Linked DNA regions of Zea mays: regions 2 and 3 are each linked to region 1. Evidence: chromatin contacts called from public Hi-C data. All regions are on one chromosome and are shown on one strand. Each heading gives the region's core, a stretch centred on a gene start, on an enhancer-like site or on the middle of the called end of the contact. The rest is flanking DNA. Distances are from core to core; before and after follow the strand shown.

Region 1 (2,931 bases), core at 279-2,778:
GTAGGGGTCGTACAGGGTGTTGAAGAAGAACGGTGTGGACGGGCTGAGGAGGTTCTTGATGTGCTGCTCAAGAGCATTGATATCCTTGCCTGATGGGTCCTTGGCAACCTAAATGACAGGCAAAGACATTTGGTTAACGAGACAAAAACACCATGCGTGCAATGATGTTGCTGGTTCAGATCACAGCTTCTGCTCGCTCAGATGGTAAAATTCATAGTTCGATTGCATTGCTTGATATTAATGCTAATGTTTCTGACAGATACAGTGCTGCTAGCTCAGGTGACAAAAAAATCAGAGAGATCCATCGGACTGCTGGATACTGCTTCCAATGTTACTACTGACGACGATGTTGCTAGTTCCATCATCAGAATTATGAATGTAGTGATGTGGGTCTTGCAGGATGGAGGTAAAAATTGAACAAAAATGTGAATTATGAATAGCTGGCACTGGTGAAAGGTGAAAAAAAAACGAACAGCGGTGTCTGGATTACAGAAGTTTGTCACTGCTCGGATCTGATCTGAAGCAGTCCAGATCCAATGACATTGGAGCATTCTGGCACGTTTTGGTTAACAAGTAAATGACAAACTGGATGTGCCAAGCTTTTGATCCGCGACGGGATCACATAAACAAGGACACCAGACCAAAATGAAAAGGACCCTTGTAACGACAAGGCACTAACTACTACCAGTACGAGGTGGCAGACATCTAGCAACCCCGAGCTAGCTGGCAGCCGCCCCTGTTTCCTGTCGGAACGACGGCACTAGAGCTACTGAGCACAACCAGCTGCTACGGACCGAGATCCGTAATGGTTGAGTATTACCCCCAAAACTCATACGGGTCAACGCGTTTGACCGCGCACGGCTAGATCCAGATCTGGTCCGGGCGGATCTGGGCCAACTCGATCGAATTTGACCCAGATCCGGTGTCAAGACCCCGCCTTCCCTTCGGATCCACGCGGAATGGACGAATGAAAGATCGGGTGTCAAGACCCCGCCTTTCGTTCGGATCCACGCGGAATGGAGGTATTGGAGGAATAACGAAACGAGAGAGACAAAAGAGAGAAGAAGGCATACGAAGCAGTCGTCGTCGATGGTGTAGATGTACTTCTTCTTGGAGACCATGTAGCCGAAGCAGCGGCAGGCGGAGTCCTTGAAGGATATGCAGGAGGCCTTGGGCCCGAGGATGCGGTTGATGTCGTTGCGGTTGTAGAGCTCGTAGTCGAAGCCCTCGGGGACCTTGATGGTCTTGGTCGGGTCGCCGTCCTGCACGATGATGAGGTGGTAGGGCTGGAAGAAGGGCCTCCACATCTCGAGGAAGTCGAGGTTGCGGATCGTCGGGATCACGATGTCGAGCTCGTCCTTGAGCAGCGGCGTGGAGGGTTTCGACGACCCCGGGACCGTCACCGTGCCCGCCATTGCCGCAGACGCTGATGGGTGGCGCTAGCGCCTCCGGATCTCGATCTCTCTGGCCCCCGCTATCTGCTAGCGGACCGGGAGGTGGGGAGAGATCTCGGAAGCAGAGGAGGTTGGGAGGCGTGGGAAGAAGCGGTGGGAGGAAGTGGTCGTTATATAGGAGAGGCGAATGGCCCTCCCCTCCCTCTTTTAATTTTTTCCTCTGCCCGACTGCCCCCACCCATCAATCTCTATACTAGTCTTCGCTTTGCCTTTTTTTTCATTTTAGTTTTCGTCTGGTAGCTTTGCGAGTTTTCTTTTCTACGTCATAAATATGTTTGTATGTTGAATTTTCTAACGTATCCAAAAGAGGCTTGGATTGGATATGTGAGTAGACATGTCGATGCGTGGAGGTGCATTTTGAAGATTACACTAGTCGGTTACTCGTGCATTGCGACGACTTATAACAATATTCACGTAAATTATCTATCAAAAATATCTCAAGATTTTTTATTGATTGTCTCCGCTCTCCGTATAATTTTTTTATTTGACTAACTGATGTTGTTGTTTACTCCATCCAATATGTCTTGGTACAATACGATCAATGAAGAGAGCGATTAGAAAAGAGTTCACAACGACTGATTGAAAGAACAGATATTATAGAATGACATAATTCAACCATACATATACCAAAAAAGAGGAATTTGCGAGTTCAAGTTTCTAAAATAAGTCACATGAAATCAAACTTATAAAAAGGATAGATTAAAATATGGAGTGTTTGCTAAAGTTAGGCATCAATAAAAACTGTATGTGCTCCATATAAATTATGATACTTCGTAGCAATTACTAACGTTTAAAACCAATAAATAACCTTTCCTTTTACTATTAATGTGACAAAACATTGCTACTCCATCCAATTCAGTAATCTCAAACACCATGGAGTCCATTACACCAATATGGTCTCAGAAACGACTCATGTAAGAGACAAGAATACAAGGGACGAGCACTCTGTGGTAGTGACTGCATGGATCTCCAAATCGTAACACATATTTTGCAGGATCCATGAGCCATCATCATAAGAACACAAACCATGTGCAGACAATAAATAAAGTATTAACACACCCAAATTATGTTCAATTCTTAGCACAACAAAAAACTAACACCCAAAACAACAGAGAAACAACACAAAAAAATTGCAATGACAGAAGGATGGGTGACAGCTACATAGAAGTGGTAGAAGTATACCGAGTCGACACTGTGGTAATAGAAAGTCCATGTAGACAGGCGATGTCGAGCCATCAAACGGGTACCATAGGTAGCAAATCAGGGAGCCCCGTCCCTCGCTTCCCCCACTTCCATGGGTTCGTAGAGCAGGAAGGGAAGGGAAGAGGCGGACATACCTGTCCGTTGCCGGAGAAGGACACAACGAAGACATGGACATCTAGAGACGACATAGGTAGTATACCACTAGATACATATGGGGAGAGAGCACGCAAGCGGAGAAAAAAGACCAGCGGAGCAGCTCCAAACCGAGAGGCAC
Region 2 (2,931 bases), core at 292-2,791, 360 kb before region 1:
ATCCTTAAGAAAGTTGGCTAGGTAATATCACATACCTTCTTGTGCTGCTTCCTGTACATTGCTGTCCAGGTAAGCTTTGCAGGCTTCAGGCGGTTGTGGAAGTAGCGCTTGCATTTCGAGTTGGCAAAAAGGAAAACCTACAAAAACAGATGTATTTCCTTGCCATAAGATCATGCTATATAAAGCTTACAAACCTATTACAAAAAATGTAACAGCAAGTAACCTGAGAATCAGCACGAATAAACCGGATGCCTTTCCCAGGATAGATCTTCTGGCCACTGAAGCGGCAGAGTTCCGTCCTGCAAGGAGATGATCGTACTTAGAATAATTTCAAGATGTGTAACTGTTTCTAATAACATTAACCAATCACAGAAAATATGCTAGTCATGCCGAGAAAAAAAGGCATGGTCTAGCCAGATATTTTAACATATTTAAATGAAAGAAAAGAAATAGAAACTTACTTCAGCACCATCTTCTCGGCTTCAAAAAATCTTCACTAAAAACTGTGTAATTCACACAAACCAAATAAAGAAAATCAGAAGAATTCATATGTACATTTGACAATGCAGCTATGCAAATACAAAACCTGGAAAATCAGTAACAATGTATTAATCAACATGGCAAGTTTGCATCCACACAAAAACCAGGATTTGACAGGCAGCAGAAACACAGCCAAAAATAAATTCTTGCTGCAAGGGTTATATACTGGTGCATCTTGCACATCAATGAAATAGGAATCTATGCAATACCAAAGGCATTGCAACAAAGTGCATGGGCTTCCAATTCGAAAGCATGCCACAAACACCTAAAGGGCCAATAGAATTCAGAACTCAAAAGGATTTAACTGTCGGGTGACTACTGGCAGCAGAAACACAGAACAAATATCTGCTGCAAAGCGGGTTCCCTGGTCCATATAGCACACACAAAAAGTTTGGCAACTACGCTATTGAAACAGCTATATCACCACAGTACATGTGCCTTGACACCGAAATCAAAACATGCATAGCCAACTCAAGTCAACTGGACATATACCTCCTGATGACTATCTGCTTGCAAGACAATGACAACATGTGCAATAAAAAAGATGACAATGTAACCATGCAAGTACAAAATCTAAAAAATAAGCAATTAAGCAACCAAGTAAACTTACAAGCGCACAAATATCAGGTGCTATCCTCGTGCATGTAGCACATCAGTGAAACAGATACCTACGAATGCCAATACCGTGGCAGCTGTGTGCGTGTGCTTTCTACTCAAAGGGATTCTCTGATACATCTAGCACGCACAACTACGCGATTGCAACAGGTATAGAGCTTCAGACCCTCAATCCCTAGTTAGGGAAACACCAACAGCCAACTCAAAACTCAACTGGGCGTACATCTTCCTATGTTGATCTAAGTGACCACAGATTCACCACAGATGCAACAAATAAAACCATGAAATGACTAAACCAGATCACGGGAATGGAATTAGGGACGGTTCTAGCAACAACCGCACGAGATAAGCCGAGCGCAAGAGCTGGTCAAAGGCAGAAACGAAGTGAAGAAAATTTCGACGGTTGCCACACCTTTCGAGCGGAGCGGCAGGCGGCCGCGAGGCGATGGTGGCGGCCGTAGAGGAAAAAGACGAGTGTGCTGGTGGCTCCGCTAGGGTTTCTTATATGGCCGTCTTATATAGCTCATGCGTGGGCTGGCTGACTGGGTTCGGATAAGCTGCGAAGTGGCCGCTTTTGGGCCTAAAATCCCATCGTGGGCTTTATGCATAACAATTAACCCATGATTTTTTTTACAATAGGAATAAGTCATTCTACCTTCATGAACTATTGTCCAAAACTCAAAAAATATTTAAATTATCATCCTCGTAATTTTAACCCGCAAAAAAATTATAGATTCAAAAAAATTAAAAAAAATTAAGAGATAAATTGAGATAATCCTAGCTAAAATAAAATAGAGTAAAATACACTGGTAGTCCCTAAACTTTTAGTAGTGTATCATTATGGTCACAAAACTTTCAAAGTGCATATATAGATCCCTAAACTTATGAAGTTGTATAGTTTAGGTTCCTAAACTTTCAACATCCACATTCTGATCCATGTACTTCTATGGTTGTATCATCTGGATCCCTAAAACTCCGAAAATGCACGTAGAGTGGGTCAAAACTATTTGAACATGTGATAACACTAAAAAGAATTTTATGGACTTAGCTGACACAACCATAGAAGTATAGAGACCAGAATGTGTATGTTGAAAGTTTAGGAACCGAGACGATACAACTACATGGGTTTAGAATGTTGAAAGTTTAGAGGCCGAGACGATACGACTTCACGAGTTTACAGACCTAGACATGCACTTTAGGAGTTTAGGGGCAGGGAGGATAAACCGCGTGTATTTTATTCAATAAAATATTTAGAACTCATGAAAACATCTCATAAGTTTTCAAGAAATAGATTTAGCTTTAGAAAATATCCAAACATATAGAAAATTTACAAAAGAAGTATATTTAGCTCTAGAAAAAATATATCATCCATTTTGTTTCATTTTAATTCCTAAATTACCAAATACCGAAACTGAAGTAAAGTTTTAGTTTCCGTATTTAGCTGTTTAGGGTCTTTTTGGTTGGACGGTGACCGTGAAAAAAGTTTTCGTGGGCTCTAAGCTGTGAAAAAAGGATGTTGTGATGTGTGTGAAAGGGAAATGTGCCCTTGGGCAATTTCTATTATGTTTTGGTGATTAAGTGCTCAACACATTTAAATAATGTCTTATGTGCTAATTGAAGAGAGAAGTGCAAATCAAAGAGAAGGTATGTTTCTACACTTAGTACATAGTTTTTAAGTACTAATATGTTTTATCTAAGTGCTAGAAAAGTGAGAAGAAAAGAAGAAAAGAATTGCAAATGACTTGGCTTGGTACAGCCAAAGTCTAGCTCGGTCTG
Region 3 (2,931 bases), core at 109-2,608, 280 kb before region 1:
TGCTCTTCAGCATCCTTATTCGCTACTGGCTCCTTGCTCTTGCTAACCTCTTCCTTGGTGTTATCCTTATTATCAGGAGCAGCAACATCAGCAGCTGCCGCTCCATTTGTGACAGCCTTCTCCTCCATCGCAGGTGCTGGGTCAGCCTCGGGCAACCAGGCTGGCCCTTATTTCTCTAATAACTGTGTTAAAATGGTAACCCTAGTGAGGAAACCTGAGATACAGGACCCAGTGGGGAATAAAAAAACTGACAAAAGAAAGGAAACAGTGGCATGCTGCGGTGCGTGCTATGTGGGTATTGTTAGGAAGATTTGAACTTTGAGGTACAATGGTGTCAAGTAGAAAGCAAGAAGGCAAAATGGAAGAATAAAAACACCGCATCATAGTCTTAGCTAGAGTAAAAGGAATGCTAAAGGGCCTCCAACAAGTAAGCTCTGACGAAGACAACGGCGGAGGAGATCAAATTGCAGGCATTAGCCCAAAGGGCTAATTGACAGGTAAGCCCAACTCGTTGCAGGAACCCCAAATTTCAGCGAAGCCTGCAGGCAGTTGCAGAGGGAACCACACAATCGCAGGACACGGACCAAGGAACCGCAGAGCACGGCGCCAGGGACCCCGGCTTCCGCATCCAAACCCTAAGCAACTCGGACCGAATTTGCCGGATTTGGGCGGCACACAGCTCTGCCGCAGCCCAGAAGCCGTCCCCTGAACTCAGAGAACAGCGCCGCGCAGCTATACTCTACCCGAGCAGAAGAGCGACGCCTTCCCTGTGCTCGTCCCAAAACCCTAGAAACCCCAAACTGAGCTTCCTCTGCCGCTCGCACGCGGTGCAGTGCAAGCCAGCTCGACGACGACAGCAACCCGGCCCGGAGCAAAAGTACGAACAATCTCGAGCAGGCTAGCTAGAGGAAAGGGAGACGAGGTTTTTTTCGGCCCTCGCGCGTACCTGGAGCTGGGCGGCGACCAGCAGAAGCAGCCGGGGGCCGCCTGAGAACGAAGAGTACTCGAGAACGAAGCCCAACTTCCTCCCTCACGGAGAGAGAGACTGAGAGAGAGCGAGGGAGAATTTTCGGGGTGTTTTTTTTCTTCTGTGGGATTTTTATTTATTTTATTTCTGGTGATTTTTTGTCAGCAGCAGCGGTTGCGGCGCCGGGTCGGGATCGGATCGGACCCCAGCACGGAGTCCAATCGCCCGCGCGCGGGAGGCGCGGGCCCCGCCATCACGTGGGACGCTGCCTGGTGAGGCCCCCGCGCACGGGACGCTGGCTGTGGGCCTCGCCACGTCCTTTGCCGTTCGCGGACGCTTCGGGCGTGTGCAGAGGGCTGCAGGCAGGAGCGTTGCGCTGCTGGTACGGGCCCGTGGGCCGTGGGCCGCAGCCGCTGAACAGGGACTGGGGGCAGGGGCGTCGCTTTCGGGCTCCGAATTCCGGTCCGTACTTGGCTGCCGTTGAAACAAGAGGGCGCGGTGCTACTGCTGGCCGCATGGGAAAGTAAGGTTATGTTTGGTTTCTTTAGGGGGTGTTTGGTTTATAGGGACTAATGTCTCATTATTTTATTTTATTTTAGTCTATAAATTATCAAATATAGAAACTATAATAAAGTTTTTGTTTCTATATTTAGTAATTTTAGAACTAAAATATAATAAAATGTAGGGACTAAAAATTAGTCCCTAGAAACCAAACACTCTCTTAGTCTAGGGACTAAAGTTTAGCTAGGGGACTAAAGTTTAGTCCATAACATGTTTGGTTCTAGGGGCTAAAATAGTAAGAATATACTAAATGACTCATAAGAAGACTAAAATAGCATTTAACATTCTCCTGCTATTAGTACAATTGAACTAAATGAGGGGTAAATGTGGAATTAATATGATTTAGTCCCTTTTAGCACATATGTGAAGGACTAAAGACTAAATCATTTTAGTTCATATTTTAGTCCTAGTGTTTGGCAAAAAAAGGACTAAATGAGAATAAAAACTACAGACTAATCTTTAGTCCCTCTAACCAAACACCCTCTAAATCGAGTTGAGGGGAAGTGCTAAAATCTTCTACTGTCGGCTGTCGCTTCACTTCACTATTCTACTTTGAGTCCTTAATCCTTGCCCCTAAATACCTAATGCGGACAGCTGTAGTAGGTGGTTGAGAACAGAACAAAACAAAACGTGGCGCCCGGATTTAACGATACATCCAGATGTATTACATATGTAATTATGTATGCCAGAATCAAATTTCACATGTATAATAACTCTGTGTAGAAATAAGTGTCACAAAATTTATTATATAAATAAAATATCTTTAAAAATATTAAATAATAAAACTAGACGACGACAACGGTTAAAATCTATATCTTTACTCTGCCTCGGCACCGATGTCTTCGTCCTCGGGTACGCACCACACATTCTCTCACCATCCGGGCGCGTCCACCTCGCTTACGTTCGCCGAGGGGGCTCCAAGGCCCGCAGGAGTTCATCGCTGGCCAAATCGAGAGGCGGCACAGCCACATCATGGCTCAACCTCTATCGACGACGCGTCCACTTGAAGGAGAGAGGCCATGCGGGCATATCAAGGACTGAGGGCCGTCAGGGTAGGGAGTGGCGCCCTACTCTGTAGCCTGCAGGCGAACAACAAACCACGCCCAACTACAAAAAACTAGCAATCAATAGGTTGGTCACTTGCTCTTGTTTCCAACTTCTAAATATGCAACATGGAATGTTAATTCATTTTCTATTTTTCAGAGTTTTTCAGATGTTTGTGATGATGCCTTTGTAGCAAGTCGCTACCTAGTTGTATTTTCATGAAACCACGATGAGGGAATTGTTTGTTCTATGTTTGGTAATGTATTTTTCAGGTTCTGAACAAATGAGTCCATAGCCTTAATGACCTTTACTACCCAGTGTATCCATCCTCTCAATACAATGGAATCTTTTGGACTTCA

Evidence for each region. Hi-C and Micro-C count contacts between places; a contact is called where the count stands out from the background.
Region 2: a contact with region 1 is called in a Hi-C map of ear, with 2.8 times the contacts expected there. The contact joins the promoter of LOC100283762 here to the promoter of LOC100274298 in region 1. A contact is called at or near these places in 2 of 25 Hi-C or Micro-C datasets (ear and tassel).
Region 3: a Hi-C map of tassel shows a contact between it and region 1, with 2.4 times the contacts expected there. The contact joins the promoter of LOC103626062 here to the promoter of LOC100274298 in region 1. A contact is called at or near these places in 4 of 25 Hi-C or Micro-C datasets (bundle sheath, ear, leaf and 1 more).

What each region holds. Positions count from the first base shown.
Region 1 is chr5:19,691,867-19,694,797 of Zm-B73-REFERENCE-NAM-5.0, reverse strand. It overlaps LOC100274298 (UDP-arabinopyranose mutase 3), which reads right to left and starts at 1,528. Exons shown (of 4, transcript NM_001148662.1): 1 at 1,074-1,528; 2 at 1-108. The coding sequence starts at 1,415.
Region 2 is chr5:20,052,334-20,055,264 of Zm-B73-REFERENCE-NAM-5.0, reverse strand. LOC100283762 (60S ribosomal protein L24) reads right to left here and starts at 1,541. Exons shown (of 6, transcript NM_001156661.1): 1 at 1,151-1,541; 2 at 462-503; 3 at 224-299; 4 at 36-137. The coding sequence starts at 472.
Region 3 is chr5:19,976,204-19,979,134 of Zm-B73-REFERENCE-NAM-5.0, reverse strand. It overlaps LOC103626062 (protein DEK), which reads right to left and starts at 1,358. Exons shown (of 12, transcript XM_008646442.2): 1 at 947-1,358; 2 at 1-182. The coding sequence starts at 128.